Linked DNA regions of Mus musculus: region 2 is linked to region 1. The links are chromatin contacts, called in public Hi-C maps. All regions are on one chromosome and are shown on one strand. The core of a region is the stretch at or near the end of the contact, and the rest is flanking DNA. Distances in the headings are between cores, read along the strand shown.

The links. Hi-C and Micro-C count contacts between places; a contact is called where the count stands out from the background.
Region 2: a contact with region 1 is called in a Hi-C map of muscle stem cells, with 3 times the contacts expected there. The contact joins the promoter of Gtf2h2 here to the promoter of Utp15 in region 1. A contact is called at or near these places in 2 of 39 promoter capture datasets (both in liver), 2 of 484 Hi-C or Micro-C datasets (CD4 T cells and muscle stem cells), 1 of 115 datasets of contacts at active chromatin or transcription factors (thymic regulatory T cells) and 1 of 9 other capture datasets (adipose tissue).

The regions. Positions count from the first base shown.
Region 1 is chr13:98,260,510-98,264,380 of GRCm38.p6, reverse strand. Utp15 (UTP15 small subunit processome component) reads left to right here and starts at 1,389. Exons shown (of 13, transcript NM_178918.3): 1 at 1,389-1,506; 2 at 3,411-3,582. The coding sequence starts at 3,493. It overlaps Ankra2 (ankyrin repeat, family A (RFXANK-like), 2), which reads right to left and starts at 1,305. Exons shown (of 8, transcript NM_001271388.1): 1 at 905-1,305.
Region 2 is chr13:100,490,827-100,494,280 of GRCm38.p6, reverse strand. It overlaps Gtf2h2 (general transcription factor II H, polypeptide 2), which reads left to right and starts at 1,672. Exons shown (of 16, transcript NM_022011.4): 1 at 1,672-1,824.

The DNA.
Region 1 (3,871 bases), core at 140-2,639:
TGCTACATTTTGTCAGAAGGCCACAGGAACAGAAAGTTAGTTTATAGCACTCAATGGGAACTGTTTCTAAGGAAAGAACAATTTCTTCTAGGCACGTGTGGGTTGAGCCGCAACTCCACCCCCTCTCCTCCCCAGTTCTCCCAGGGGATGTCCAGTGCTATTCTCTTGAAAACTTCCTTTCAAGCTCCCATTAAAGGGGGAAAAAACTGCCAGATGGAGATCTTTTTTCTTTTGACACGAGGTCTTACTTATTTTGTAGCCTCGACTCTGACTCCGGAGTGCTGGGATTAAAGGTGTGTACCACCTCCCTCACCTGGTTTAAGATCACTCTTAGGAGCCACCGCACACAAAACCTACCTAGTGCCTCATATTTTCTGATCTTAATTTGGACAATTTTTTTTTTTACAGTTTCTTTCCCATATTTTCTAATTGGGTCTGATAATTTATTTTCAACACCAACTAATTCGATGTGCTAGACATGCAAATCACGAGTTTCCCGAGACTCAATCCTTCCTAAAATGGGGTTAAAATAGTCACCTCTTTGCGGACCCCTATAGAACAATAGGTTTCAATAGACGGAATTACCAGTCTTTGACCAGAGAACAGGAAAGGAAAAGGGAACGGTTATCTAGACTGGATTACAGAGATAAGCAAAGACTGTTGATTCGCCAAGACTTGAAGCACAAGGGAGGGAAAAAACGAAATGACAGAGATGGTGAGAAAGAGTTAAGAAAGAAAGGGTGGGTAGGCTCGCCAGCCAGACGCCTGGGAAGGGAGAGTATAATGCAAGCAGGGGGCACAGTCCCCAATGGAAGCTAATCACAGAGGCTTCGGGTTCTTCCTAATTCTTGAAATTGTCCTACAGTGGGGGCAAAGGTGCTATAAAAAACGAAAGGCGTCTCACGGGCGACAGGTGTCCGGGCGGGCGTTCCCGCTCTACGGCCGCGGGGTGACACCCGCTCCCGCTCCGACGCGGCGAGCGGATCCGGGGACAGGGGCCGGTCAGGCGGGTGGTACACGCGCCCTGAGCTCAGCGGGAGAGCGGCTCTGGCCTGGCCTAGCCAGATCGGTCCCGAGCCCCGGGCCTGCTTCGGGCCCAGACGTCACTTCCTATCTTTTATCTCCTCTGGAAAAAGCCCAGAGCGTTCGGTGAAGGCGAGACGACTCCCAGGGATCGCTTCTTGTTTCCCTAGCGCCCCGTAGCCCATCCTCTCGGAGAACCATGGATCGCCTCAGTTCCGGGTCATTGGAGAGCGGCCCGGGGCCCCGCCCAGGGCCCCGCCCACCAGGGCGCTTTCTTGTAGTTCTTTGGGTCGTAAACCTTCTGCGCCTGCGCTGCACGTCATCTTCCCGCGACGCGCCTCTGCGCCTCCGCGTTTCCGGCTCCTGGACTGTCCGCGTGATTTTGAGCGAGTGCTGCAGAGCGGTATGCTGTAGGGAGCTGGCGAAGTCTGGGGAGTCGTCCTGGGGATCGGTGCCTCGGTGGACCCTCGGGGCCCCGCGGAGGTAGGCGATGGCGGCTCCCGGTGGCGGCCCAGGCTCTGCTCAGTCCTCACTGTGATCTCTGACATCCTGGACGTCTGTTCTGGGGCTTCCCCCGGAGATCACTGAACTTATCTGCCTCCGCGATTTAATTTTGACCCAGGCTTTGCTCCTCTGTAGTCGCTCTCCTAGCCACCTCTGTCAGTCCCTGGAGCAATCTCTTCTCCAAGGCCAAGGACAGAATTCTGTTTTAGTGATTTGAGGATGGCTGGGTATTCGTCCCTCTCTGCACCTCCGCTCTGCTTCTTTTGTGCCCATCGTGCCACATTATGCTTAGAGACCCCGCTGAAATGACATTATGTCCAGGTAGAATTAAACATCTCCCTCTTACATGTTCTCAGTACCCTTCAGGGTTTATTTGATCACACCTTGTGTCGTAATGCCTGTTATTCCGTGAATCCCAGTTTCTTAGGTCCTGACTTGGTCCAGTGATTTTCCTAACATTCGTTTTCATAGCATCTCATTGCTTGTTCTGTCTTCCCTTGCACGTCCCCGCCAATGCTGTTCTTCATTTGTGTAACTTAGCAAGCCAGCGCTACTTCTCACTTCTTTCCTCGAAAACCTTTCATTTCTTGAAAAATAGACTTAGGAGGTACTATTCCTGGGACAGATCTATTCCGGTGCCTGTTTTTATCTAGTGAGCCAATAATGGTTTTTGCAGATAAACATACTGTCTTATGTACAGTGATTTGGCTTGAAACTAAATGAAATAGGCCTTGACCTCAAAGAATTGTATTTCCTTTCAACAACAACAAATGCGTTTGTGAGTACTAGTGAAAAAATTTCTTGCCATGTCATTAACTATAGAATATCTTCTGCTTTGTCGGTTGGTTGGCCAGACCTAAAATATTTACCATCTGGCCCTTGATAGTGTTTGAGAACACCTGTTGGAAGGCAGAGAGGGATTTCTGAGGGACAGAATGACTTCCTGTGCTGACCTTAAATAGGAAGTACGTAGTGAAAGGGCATTCCTGGTATGTTAAAGCAAAAGTGAGTGTGAAGTGAATGAACCTTGGTTTGCTCTGCTTCATCAAAATAGCAATTAGAATAAGTTAAACTGATTGCTTTGGTGCTGCTGATGTCGGCTGTGCAGGCTTTTCAGAGTGGACAGAGAGTATCGTCGATATAATCGTCCATCTGATACTCCCGACTGTCTTCAGTTGAATGCTTCTCGTGTTAAGAACTTAGATTCTTCTTCTCCTTCTTTTTTTCTTCTTCTGTCACTTTTAAGTTTCCTCTGTTTAGGTTTTCTTTCCTACAGTTTGAACCTTTCACGTTTAATTTTATGTCTGATGCCAGCACATTATCTCTAATTTCATCTTAAGCCTCTACACTTAAAGATTAACTTTGTTTTCCTTGCTTCTTTTGTCTTTTAGGAAGTCAGGTCAGTCTGTTGTGTTTCTAGTTCTGTATTCTTTCCTTTGACAAGAAAGTGAATGTTCCAGCCCTGCATGCTTTTCTGGTTTCAACTACTGGAAGGCTAAGTCTTATTTACTCTCAAGCATTGCCGCCTGCTCTGGGAGGTTTAAGGACATACATATGCAGCATATATGTGTGTGTGTGTGTGTGTGTGTGTGTGTGTGTGTGTATGTATGTATTATATATATATGTGTGTGTATGTATATATTATATATGTGTGTGTGTGTGTGTGTGTGTGTATGTAAATGTATATATGTATATAGATGGGCCAGTATGGTACCCCAGATCTCTATGCTTCAAGTGTCTCTTCCATGATTTCAATGAGATGGTTTATTGGTCATTAGTCTATAAAGTTCCACACAGCCTTTTGAAAGAAAGTAGAATGAAAATCATCCTTGCATAGGAAAGCTTATAAACAATCTGTGCTTTAAAATTTGTTCTTTTTCCAGGCCTGAGGCAGAGTCACTGAAGTTATTGTGAAATTAGTTCCAGACTCCTGACCCTAGGATAACAGCGCACTTATATGAAACCATGGCCGGCTATAAACCTGTAGCGATTCAAACATATCCTGTACTTGGTGAGAAGATCACCCAAGACACTCTGTACTGGAACAACTATAAGGTAAAGTATGAGAGGAAATGAGGGACGAGGGCATTTGAACAATTCTTACCCATTTATGTCAGTGTCTCCAGCTGTCAAAGTCCATACCACTTAATTATTTTGACCATGCAGCTGCTTAACACAGAACATGTATATAATGGCAAATGAAACTATAAAACTTAAATCTTATATGCAAGAGGATTTTCTTGTCTTTTCTACTCTGAAATTAGCTTCTCTGTACCTCCTAATGATGCTTGCAGTGACTCTTTTAAATATATATTGAAAACCTAGAAGGTAGAAAAAATTTGGG
Region 2 (3,454 bases), core at 423-2,922, 2.2 Mb before region 1:
TGCAGCCTTTCAAATTAAACGCTTTTTGTATTTCAGTTACACTACCCAAGCTGTTCCCAGATTTTCTAACTTCATTGTGCCAGCCAGCTATGGACACACACACACCACACTCAGGGAGGGAGAGGGAAAGAGAGAGGAATAGAGAGGGACTTACACGAGGTCTTATAATACAGCCCAGGCCAGTCTTGGGCTTGTAATCCTGCTTCAATCTCCCTAGTTCTGGTATAATCGGTATGTACCACCACACCCAGGTTTTATTCAATTCTTTCTTTACGGTTGTTCTTAGTTTCACAGCTTGAAAAGGTATTTCACTAGGTAAGATAATTTTATTGTTACTTTATATGTGATTGGAATATTAGTCATAGTTATACTGAGACTACCATGATTTCTGTGCACATTTTGTTTTGCTTTGGTACCCTGTTAACAAAGTTTTAATAAAAACCCCCTGTTCCAGCAGTCCTAGCAGACTTGTCTGGCCACGCGTCTCAGTTTGCCAAAGAGACACGTAATGATGAATGACAGAGAAAAGGGTTTTATTAAGGTGGCCATGATGAGAAAAACAGATAAAGGGGTTTGCATATACCAAGTCTGTCTTCGAGGGGCTGAGATGAACTTTGACATTTTATAGAAAAGGGAAATGGGAGGGGCTTGTGGTGTGCATAGATGACAGAGCCTGTGGTCTGGTCAGGTGATCTGGTCAAGGCATGGGTCTGATCACTTATGCCAACAAAGGCCTTGTTTCGCAAGGGTTTCTGGAGACCTTGCTAGTGATGTCATTACTCCGAGGCAGACTGTTTATGGCGAGGTAGTTACCCCAGCGCCAGCTTTCAGCCTCCCCACCATACGTAGTTGCCCTCATGTGGGAGGTGATCTGTCCTGCCAGGCTTGCTCTTTGCTTGGGAGTAGTCTCGGTTCCACGTCATAAGGATGTTTACAGATCAGTCTTGCCATTCCTTGTGTTCAAGAGAACTACAGAAGAGAGTGAGTGACTTAGCAGGAAAATTGTTTTTTAAAAAAAAAAGTCAGAGAATGGTGCCCTTCGTCTTCCTAGCTCAGTCTTAGTTTCTAAGACTATTTTACAGAGCCAAAGTTATGAGTGGGAAAAGTTCGAATGTGTCTTACTTCTATTCACAAATATGCTTAGATGTATTTTTATTTTATTGGGGGAATCCTCTTATTTTTGGGTTAAAGAGCATGCTTGGCGCTCGTGGGGGTGGGGCGGCAGGTGGGGCTATGGCTATGCAGTTAAGAGCACTTGTTGCTATTCCAGAGGGTCCGGATTTGATTTCCATCATCCACATGGCAGATAGCAAACATCTGTAACTTCAGTTCCAGGGGATCAGATGCCATCTTCCGTCCCCTGCCCCAACTAGGCACGAACATGGTGCACAGACATGCACGCAGGCAAAAACATCCAGATACTAAACAAAACCCAACAAAACAAAACCCACGGACAAAAAAAAACCTCCCTAAACGCATGTATAACGTATCCAGAACTTGTAGTTTTAGCTGTTTGGTCTATAGAAATGCACCCCACAGCAGAAATATTGGTGAACTGGAAGGCAGTTACGCTCTTGGGCACCACTTGCTCCCTAGCTCCCTCTTCTGGCAGCAGCTGCCCTCTGCCGCCGGAACATTTTTTTTTTCCCGTGGCTCCAGCGCGCTGCGGAAGAATTTTGGCGGCGCACTCAGACTGCCGGTACTTCCGGTGAGGGTCGTCTCGTCGAGGCTGGTGGGTCTACGCGAGGAGACCTGCGGGGTCCTGAGGCTGTGGAGGGCTGGAGTGAGGCGGACAGGAGAAGAAGCCTGGAGCTGAGGACCGAGGTGCAAAGCCCGGGTTGGCCTCGGGGGGGACCTGGAGGGCGGAGGGGGTGGGGGCGTGTGCAGGGAGCGCGGCAGCTTCCGCCTGAGGAAAGTTCTCGCTGCAGGGCTGCCGTTTGCCGTGAGTCTGTGTGGCCCGAAGCGAGTTTGCAGCCCCGAGCTGTCCCTCTCTGAACACGGGGGACAGTAAATCACCCTTGACCTCGGGCCAGGCAGGGTAAGGCGAGGCAGAGCCTCCGCAGTGGCCATGCGCGCTGCGGCTCGCGGGTGCACGCGAGGAGCTCACCGTGAGCATCTCCCGGGGCGGCTGGGTGTGATGACGGAAAGTCTAAGAAACGGGTGATCTGGCTGCGGCGTGGGGACTTCTAACTTCTCCCCGGTTGGATTCTCCATCATAAAGAGGCCCCGTATACCCAGCCAAAAAGTGTGCGGCGTTTACTCGTTGCTTCTCATTTTCTCTGAATTTAAGAGAGTAATAGAAGAGTAAAATATAAAGCAAATGTTGATGCGGTGGAGCAACATTTAAAAAGCTTAAAAGTAATATTATGCGAACTGTGTGTGCACACGCACACACGTGTGCTGGGATCACAGGTGTATTCCACTCTGCTCATCCTGAACAGAAATTTTATTTATTTTTAATTAATTAATTAATTAATTTGGAGATGGTTTCTCTGTGTAGTGTTGGCAGTCCTGGAACTCACTTTGTAGACTAGGGTGGCCTTGAACTTTAGAGATCTGCCTGCTTCTGCCTTCCGAGTGCTGGGACTAAAGGTGTGCTCCACCACAGCCAGGCTCATAGTTTTGTTATTTTTTAAAATTATTATTTTTTTTTTATTTACAGTTCCAATGTTATCCCCTTTCCTGGTTTCCCCTCCGAAAACCCCCTATTTCCTACCCCTTCCCCTGTTCACCAACCCACCCACTCCTGCTTCCTGGCCCTGACATTCCCCTATACTGGGGCTTAGAGTCTTCACACGACCAAGGGCCTCTCCTCCCATTGATGACAAACTAGGCCATCCTATGCAGCTAGAGCCATGAGTCCCACCATGTGTACTCTTTGGTTGGTGGTTTAGTCCCTGGGAGCTCTGGGGGTACTGGTTAGTTCATATTGTTGTTCCTCCTAGGGGGCTTGCACACCCCTTCAGCTCCTTGGGTACTTTCTCTAGCTCCTTCATTGAGGACCCTGTGCTCTGTCCAATGGATGGCTGTGAGCATCCACTTCTGTATTTGGCAGGCACTGGCAGAGCCTCTCAGGAGGCAGCTATATCAGGCTCCTGTCAGCAAGCTCTTGTTGGCATCTGCAATAGTATCTTGGTTTGGTGACTGTATATGGGATGGATCCCCAGGTGGGGCAGTTTCTGGATGGTCATTCCTTCAGTCTCTGCTCCGAACTTTGTCTCTTTAACTCCTCCCATGGGTATTTTGTTCCCTCTTCTAAGGGCTCATCCTTTTAATTTTTTTACTTTTTTGGTTTTCGAGACAGAGTTTCTCTGTGTAACAGAGCCCTGGTTGTCCTAGACTCTGTTAGTAGACCAGACTGGGCTCGAGATCCACCTGCCTCTGCCCTCCTGTTTCTGAGTAAAAAAGCCAGTCCTGCTTCTACAGATACCTGTCTTTTATCTTTTATTTCCGA